Linked DNA regions of Mus musculus: region 1 is linked to region 2. A link is a contact called in public Hi-C data. All regions are on one chromosome and are shown on one strand. The core of a region is the stretch at or near the end of the contact, and the rest is flanking DNA. Distances in the headings are between cores, read along the strand shown.

What was found. Hi-C and Micro-C count contacts between places; a contact is called where the count stands out from the background.
Region 1: a contact with region 2 is called in a Hi-C map of CD8 T cells, with 7 times the contacts expected there. The contact joins the promoter of Srsf11 here to the promoter of Spata1 in region 2. A contact is called at or near these places in 1 of 39 promoter capture datasets (pre-B cells) and 1 of 484 Hi-C or Micro-C datasets (CD8 T cells).

Annotation. Positions count from the first base shown.
Region 1 is chr3:158,035,061-158,038,721 of GRCm38.p6, reverse strand. Srsf11 (serine and arginine-rich splicing factor 11) reads left to right here and starts at 2,116. Exons shown (of 13, transcript NM_001379531.1): 1 at 2,116-2,206. The coding sequence starts at 2,117. Lrrc40 (leucine rich repeat containing 40) reads right to left here and starts at 2,040. Exons shown (of 15, transcript NM_024194.6): 1 at 1,846-2,040. The coding sequence starts at 1,996.
Region 2 is chr3:146,497,743-146,501,223 of GRCm38.p6, reverse strand. It overlaps Spata1 (spermatogenesis associated 1), which reads left to right and starts at 1,431. Exons shown (of 15, transcript NM_001316756.2): 1 at 1,431-1,569. Gng5 (guanine nucleotide binding protein (G protein), gamma 5) reads right to left here and starts at 1,388. Exons shown (of 3, transcript NM_010318.2): 1 at 1,204-1,388. The coding sequence starts at 1,284.

The DNA of each region.
Region 1 (3,661 bases), core at 867-3,366, about 12 Mb before region 2:
TATACAAACCAACAGATGTGCAAACTGCAACACAGAACTATAAAAAAGTGAAGGAAATATGATCCCTCAAAAATTGCAACTGATCTTCACAGATACTGAAATAGACAAAATGCCACATGAAACTTTCAAATTTTCGGGTAAGAAATTACTAATTAATTAAAAGAGGATACAAACAAGTAGATGGTTTCAACCTAGGTCTCAGAGAAGAAAGTCAGCAAAATGGATGAAAACATCCACAATATGAATGAAAAGTTAGAAACATGGAAGAAAAATTCAGAAACTGAGATCAAGGGGGGGGGGGGATCTTAACATCAATTAGCATAGCCAAGACAATCCCCCACAGACCCACCGACAAGCTTACTTGTGTTGACCCTAAAAAAAAAAAAAAAAAAAAAAAAAAAAAAAAAACCACTTTCCTATTGTCCCAATGCTGTGCAAGAGGCTGCTTTACAATGGTATAGCAATTATACAACGGTTTTCAATACCAGTCTGAATACTCTCCCAAAATTGCCTCTGCCAAACGAACCAGTATATCTGTCTTCTCTCAGGTACTCAGGACATGGGTAGAAAGAAGGAAGCCATTTCTTGGCCACAATATAATCCAAATGGCAGCTAACCCAGTTCCCACCACAGTCCTTGTTGCCCTGTAAAACTTCAAAAGTCAGGCTTCCAATGTCTACATTTCTGTCAGCATTCTTATTTTCCAACTTCCCATAACAACAAAACAAACCAAAACACAGTCCATTATGCTCTGCCCATAACATTCAGCTTTTTTCCTAGACCTACATTCCAGAGCCTTCCACATTCTAGCCATATAAAATAGTTCAAATATCCTAGGAACCATGTAGTCAGATTTATCCACTTTCTGGGTACCAATTTCTATTCTACTCTTCTTTCCAGACGCTGTGGTAAAATACCATAACAAAGAACCTTAGAGAAAAAGTTTATTTTAGCTCATAATTTCATTTGCAGGCCATCAGTCAAGATGGCAGGAACTTGGAACAGCTACTCACAACACAACTACAATCAAGAGCAGAGGGAGAAATGAATTAAGGCACGCACACTTTTTTATACGACTCAACCTTTGGATTCAAGACCCAACTTAGGGAATGGCACAACCCACAGTGGGCTAGATCTTCCTACATCAATTATCAATCAAGACAGGTCTTCATAGACGTTCTTCATAGAGAACATGATCTAAATAATCCCTCATTGATTGTGTCAACTTGACACAAGTAATCATCACATTCAGTAAGCATACACATAATGTCTTTACTTAGTCAACCTTACAGATACATAAGTACATTATTAGAAGTGGAAGATTTTAATCAATGCAAGTAGAAAAAAATATTACAGAAAGAATGCTTCACTTCTCAATCCTCTCTTTGTCTCTGTCCTCTCCTACCAAACACATACACTACAAAGGTATTTATTTATACTTAGTAATATGTAGATTTGTGCTTGTTGATCATTCATAGGTTTCTCAGGATGTTCTCAAATTCATATACTCCGCAGCATTTACTCTGAATTAGTACTTAGGATAAGGAGTATGTTTGTCATTGGGATTTTCCTCAAGTGGAAGAAAAAAAAAGGCTAGGCTTGAAAGAAAATTATTCTAAGCTCACAGAGGGGAGCTGGTAAAACGAAAATAAGAGGAAGGCGAATCAAATACCTGCCTATCCTCTATCTCACAGCGAATTTACTCCCAAACTACGATGTTTATCCCGTATTCTGTGGACATCTCAGTGAACACTTCGAGTAAGTCAAGGCCAGTCTTAGCAGGGCCACGGAGCAGGCGCGGGTGGGTGCACAGGGGACCAAGAGGATGTTCGCGCGCTGCCTCACCTTCCCCGAGGTTCCTTCCCGCCAAGTTGAGTTGGCCGCTGCTTCTCGCTGCCTTCAGCAGGCCCTGGGGAACAGAGGGGCCTCTGTCCTTGCCCTCCGCGTGGAATCCCGCACGAGGGTCAAACCTAGGGGCTCTCAGCTGGCGCGACATATTCAAAAGCTCACACCGGAAGCCCCGACCACGGCTGTGACGTTTCAAGGTGCCATGGCTGGATAACCCCGCCCCTTCCGCCTCACAGTAATCCGGGCCTTGCCCTAGCTGCGCGCGCTGATGTCGTCACCGCCAGCTCCCGGGACCGCAGGACCGACGAGCCCTTCCGTTGCCCTCACCAACCTCGCCCTCAGGAGAAACTTCTTTCGGGTAAGTGCGTCTAACGGGCTGAGAGGTCCTCGTGGGGGGAACATGGGCTCCCTAGACAGCGCGGTCGGGCATGGCTGCGCTACCCAACGTCGCATCAGAACGTGGCGGCGTCGAAACCTGAGGCGCGGCCTGTGGCCCTGGGCGCCAGGCCTGGGGATCGCTGAGTTCAGTGCGGTGATCGAATTGATCCCGGAGAACAGGATGGCGAGTGACACGAAGCTTGGCCCTTAAGCTTAAGTACCCACCTGACAGCTAAAAGCTGTGGTGAAGGGCTCGGACTTCGAATCCTGCTCGCTTACAGACTAACTTATGCAGTTGGTCCCACGCTTACGAAGCTCATTTTTCACTGATTTACCGATAATCCAGTCTTAAGAAGTTTTAAAAATAACTTCGGATAATGAAAATGTAAATACTGACCTGGCATGGTGGCGCACGTCTTTAATCACAGCACTAGATTAGGCAGAGTCAAATGGATCTCTTGAATTGGAGGTCAGCCAGGTCTACACAGCGAGTCCAGGACAGCCAGAGCAACAGAGAAACAGTCTCAAAAAAGAAAAAAGGAAAAAAAAAAGAAGAAGAAAGAAAGAAAGCAAAGAAAATTTAAATGCGTAGTTTTGTTGTAAATACAAAAAAGAAAATTTTATTTAATAAGTAGCGATTTCCTGCTTAGTTTTTCCTGGAGTTTACAAAGTATTGATATATTTTCCCAAACGAAGAAGTAGCCCTCAACTATCCAGGGCTGGGGATATAATTCCCTAACGTGGGCAGGGCCGTGAATCCTGTGTCCAGCGCAGACCAAATTCTTTGACTGAAATTGATTTTCTATTACATTCCTCTTTAAGTTTAGTGTTTCTTTTTGCACACGTGAATAGGGTTTCACGTGCCCTGGTGCCTCAGGAGGTTAGAGAACAACTTGAGGGAGTGGGTTTTTTTTTCCACCAACCTGCAGAGCCATCTCACCAGTATGAAATGGTTATGAGTCTGGGGGATGTTTAGAGATTCACTAGAATGCAGCGCCCAGCCACCTCAGTCGGGTTTATAAAGGCAAAGAATGCAAAATTACAATGTGTTTATGTTCAAGCAGAACAAATTTATTTACAGGAACATCAGTTAAAAATATATATCCTTAGCAGTCCTTAACATAGGAGGTCTAATTTTGCCTAACTACAGAGATTTTTAACTTTTAAACATAGTTAGCCATCAACATGTCAGCCATCACAGAAATGAGTTTTTAAATTAATTTGTTTTCTGTGTATTTATGTTTGTGTTTTTTTGCTCTAAGAAAATATCAGATCCTTTGCAACTGTGGTTATGCAATGATTGTGAGCCGCCTGCCATGTGGGTGCCTGGATCAAACTTTGGTGCTCTGAAAAAACCTTAAGTGCTTCTAAACACTGAGCCATCTTTCCAGCCCCGATTTTCTCCCCTTCTTTTAAATGTAAAGAACATATGCAG
Region 2 (3,481 bases), core at 182-2,681:
TTGCCATGGAAACTTCAAAAACCTGTTTGTCTGTGGTGGCTCGAGTCATCCCAGTGAGAAGCCTTCAGAAGAATTAGGACGCAAGGCAAGAGAAGCTAGGAGGTAGCCACAGAGCAGGTAGGGTTTTCAAAGAAAAGGAAGTCCTCCTCTGGGAGCTAGCTCACTGCTTTGGGCCACCAGGGTTAAGTACCGCCACTGTAATTACTACACGTACCTGTCTTTATTTCCTCCCCCAACCCACTATTTTTTTCCTTCCTGGCCTACTTTATGACAGTTATTATATATGAATGATGATGATCAATAGATCACTTCAAATTTCAGAGCTCTAATCTGGCCAAGACTAAGTCACTTGGATGAAAAGTGAGAATATGATTAGAGTCCAAACCAAGACTGATTGGGCGTCTCCCTACCCTCCTCCTATGGTTACCACAAGGAAGTTGAGCAGTCTCTGACATTTCTACTTGAGAAGAAAGCTAAATAGAAGCCTTCTCCAAAAGCACGTTAGAAATAAGGACTAGCCTGCTGAATATAAAATCAAATCACCTTGGAAACTGGCAGGGTCTAGCAAGGCGACTTATATTCTTGTTTCTTTTTATAATCACCGGGAAGTGTTTCACATGTAACCCGACCTATTACGTCAGAAAGAGGCCAAATCCGTTTAGGAGTTGAAAAAAATAAACCAAACGGTCCTTAGAGCCAAAGCGTCTGAATGCCTAGCTGTCTACCAACAAGGACAGCCTTTCCCTAAAAGTCAACAGCCCAAGACCCGACCCCCCAACCAGACCGCAAGCTCCCAGGCCAGCGGCCAGCGGTTTCTCGGGTAAACAGACACCCCAGCAAGGTCAGCCGAGCACGCCGCGGCGTCTGCTGCAAACACCTCTTTGTTCGAGGCTGGACCCCCACAAAGGTGGAGTCCGGAGACTCCCGGGACGATCCGCAAACAAAAGTTGCTCATCAGGCCGCCATCCGGAGCTACCCAGGCGGACTCGTGTGTGTTCAAAGGACGAGGGCTGGGAGTGAGCCTGGGTGAGACGTGCGAGACGGAAGTCGCTGGCGAGACCCGCCGGGGCCGCCGAGAGTCGGCGGGCGGCGGAAGGGCGGGCCCCCTCCTCGCCCTCGGCCCACAGCCCGGCCAGAGGAGCCGCGTGTCGGCTCGCGCTTCCCCCCAACCCCGGGGCCCACCGCCCGCCCACGCCCGCTCACCTTCACGCGGTTGAGCCCGGCCTCCAGCCGGAGCTGCTGGACCACCTTCTTCATGGCGGCGACGCTAGAAGAACCCGACATGGCGCTCGGGACAGCCGGGCCGACTCGTCAGTCCGGGCAGGGGGCGGCAGGTCGCGGGACGGCGGGGGCGGGGCTCCGAACTTCGTCGAAGTTTCCGGGGCTGTGCGCGCCGCGCATGCGCGCCGACGCCCCCTCCCCCTCCCCCCGGGACGGCCGCGGGCTCCCCCCGCGCGCGCGAGAGAGAGAGAAGGGGCGGAGCGGCCGGTGGGCGCGGTGGCGACGGGGGCGGTGCGGCCCGACGCCCGGCCGGCGCCTTCCGCCTCTGGAGGGGCTGGGTAGGGCGAGGTAAGAGGACGCCCCGGGGCGGACTCGGGAGCGCGGGGAGGGAGGTCCGCGACCGACGGCGGGGTGAGGGACGTGGCCGCGCTGCCTCGGGGCGTCCGTGACACGTCCCAAGTCCCGCCAGCTCAGCCCTGTGTGAGGCGCCCTCGGGTGAACCGGCGGCGCCGGCCGCAGCTCGCCCAGCCCGGGGCCCAGGGCGCCGTAACGGACCCGGGCCGCGGGACCCTGGACGGTCGGAGGCTGGCCTGTCGCCGAGAGGTGCGAGCCGCCCCGCACAGCTTCCTGTTAGCCCTGTCTTTCTGGAATCTGTCCCCCGTGCTTTTTTAAAAAATAAAGCGTTCGCGTTCGGGGATCGTTTGCTCTTTTGATGTCCCTGTAATTGCTGACTTCGTGCTTGTAACTGATGAACCCCAGAGGGGTTTTCAGAAGGACTCAAAAGTTTAGTAAGATTTAAATTAGTCCTGTTGAGACCTAACATCTCTAAACAGGAGGTTCGTCGTGAGTGCTGTTTCTTTGGGATACTGAGAAAAATGACATGGTTTGCTCTGGGCCAACACATCGCGTTACTGAGCAGTTAATATCAGTTTGGGGTTTTACCCAGTCCTTAACAGTGACCATCTAAGAAACTTGGGTTTGAATTTAGCCCTGGTGTGCTTGGGCAAGCCGTTTAAACTGCCGAAGTTAAAACGCTCCCTGGATTTCTTGGAAAAAAAAAATGAAACGAAATGAAATTATATGTGTAAAGAATACGAAAACTGAGGCTGGAAGATGGCAGTTAGAGGACTGGGGAACTGAGCCCTCGTGCAGAGGACCTAAGGTCACACTTCCCACCACCCACACTGGGCAACTCAAAAGCACCAAGTCCTGGGCTACTGTCACCCTCACTGGAGTCTGGGAACGTTTGCATTCACACACGTACATTAATTAATACATAATTTAAAAAGTGAACGAACAAACCATATTGTTTGAGACAGGGTCTCACTTTGTAGTTCTGGCTGGCCTGAAACTCCATGTAGACCAGGCTGGCCTCGAAACCCACAGCCTTCCAAGCATTGTGATTAAAGGCTTGTGCCTCCAAAATAAATTAATTAATGCAAAATGTAACACAAATATTTTACTTTGTGCCTTGTTACCTGTAATGTATGCTAAAATGCAGATTTCTAAGATTAACGTGTAACTTAAAGTTCTACTTTATATTAGTTACAATAATACTTAAGAACTATGGAATGTGCTGGAAGACATTTCAAAGAAGATTTTACATGGTACAGAACCCATTATTAAGGAAATGTTGAGGAATAAACAAATTTGTCTTAGTCTCAGAAAGTTTATTGTTTTCTTTTCCCCAAACTATTGAGCTAGGAAACCAGAGTGTATTGCTGTCTCACACACCAGATGCTATCATAGTTTTATGGTATGTCAAATAAGCAATACATATTGGGATAGAAAGGAAGGAAAATAAGATTGCCTTTAAATTCATTTACATTCGAAGATATGAGTATTACATACAGTTCATGAACTATCAATATCTCCTAGTAAAAGCTTTTTTAACCTTCCACGATGTTCTAAAATATTTCAAAGGCTTTACCATGTGTTTACATATTAGATGATTAAAGATAGACTTTGTTATCAAAATGGGCCCTGGACTTGGTTCTAAAAAATTCCTACAACATAGGTTTCCCAATTTTTTTTCCTGTTACATACATGCAATACATTTCTTTCTATGGCTTTGCTAATATGTTGTTGGTATAATAATTAGTTTTCATTATTGAATATGGAACTTATAGGGAAATTTTGGTAAAGAAATGTTTGCAAAAGTGTTTAAGATAGCCAATGAAGATTTGTATTTTTAGTCAACATTTATGCATATTTTCACCCATTTTTCAGGAAATGGGGCATTAAGTATTTTTACTCTAAA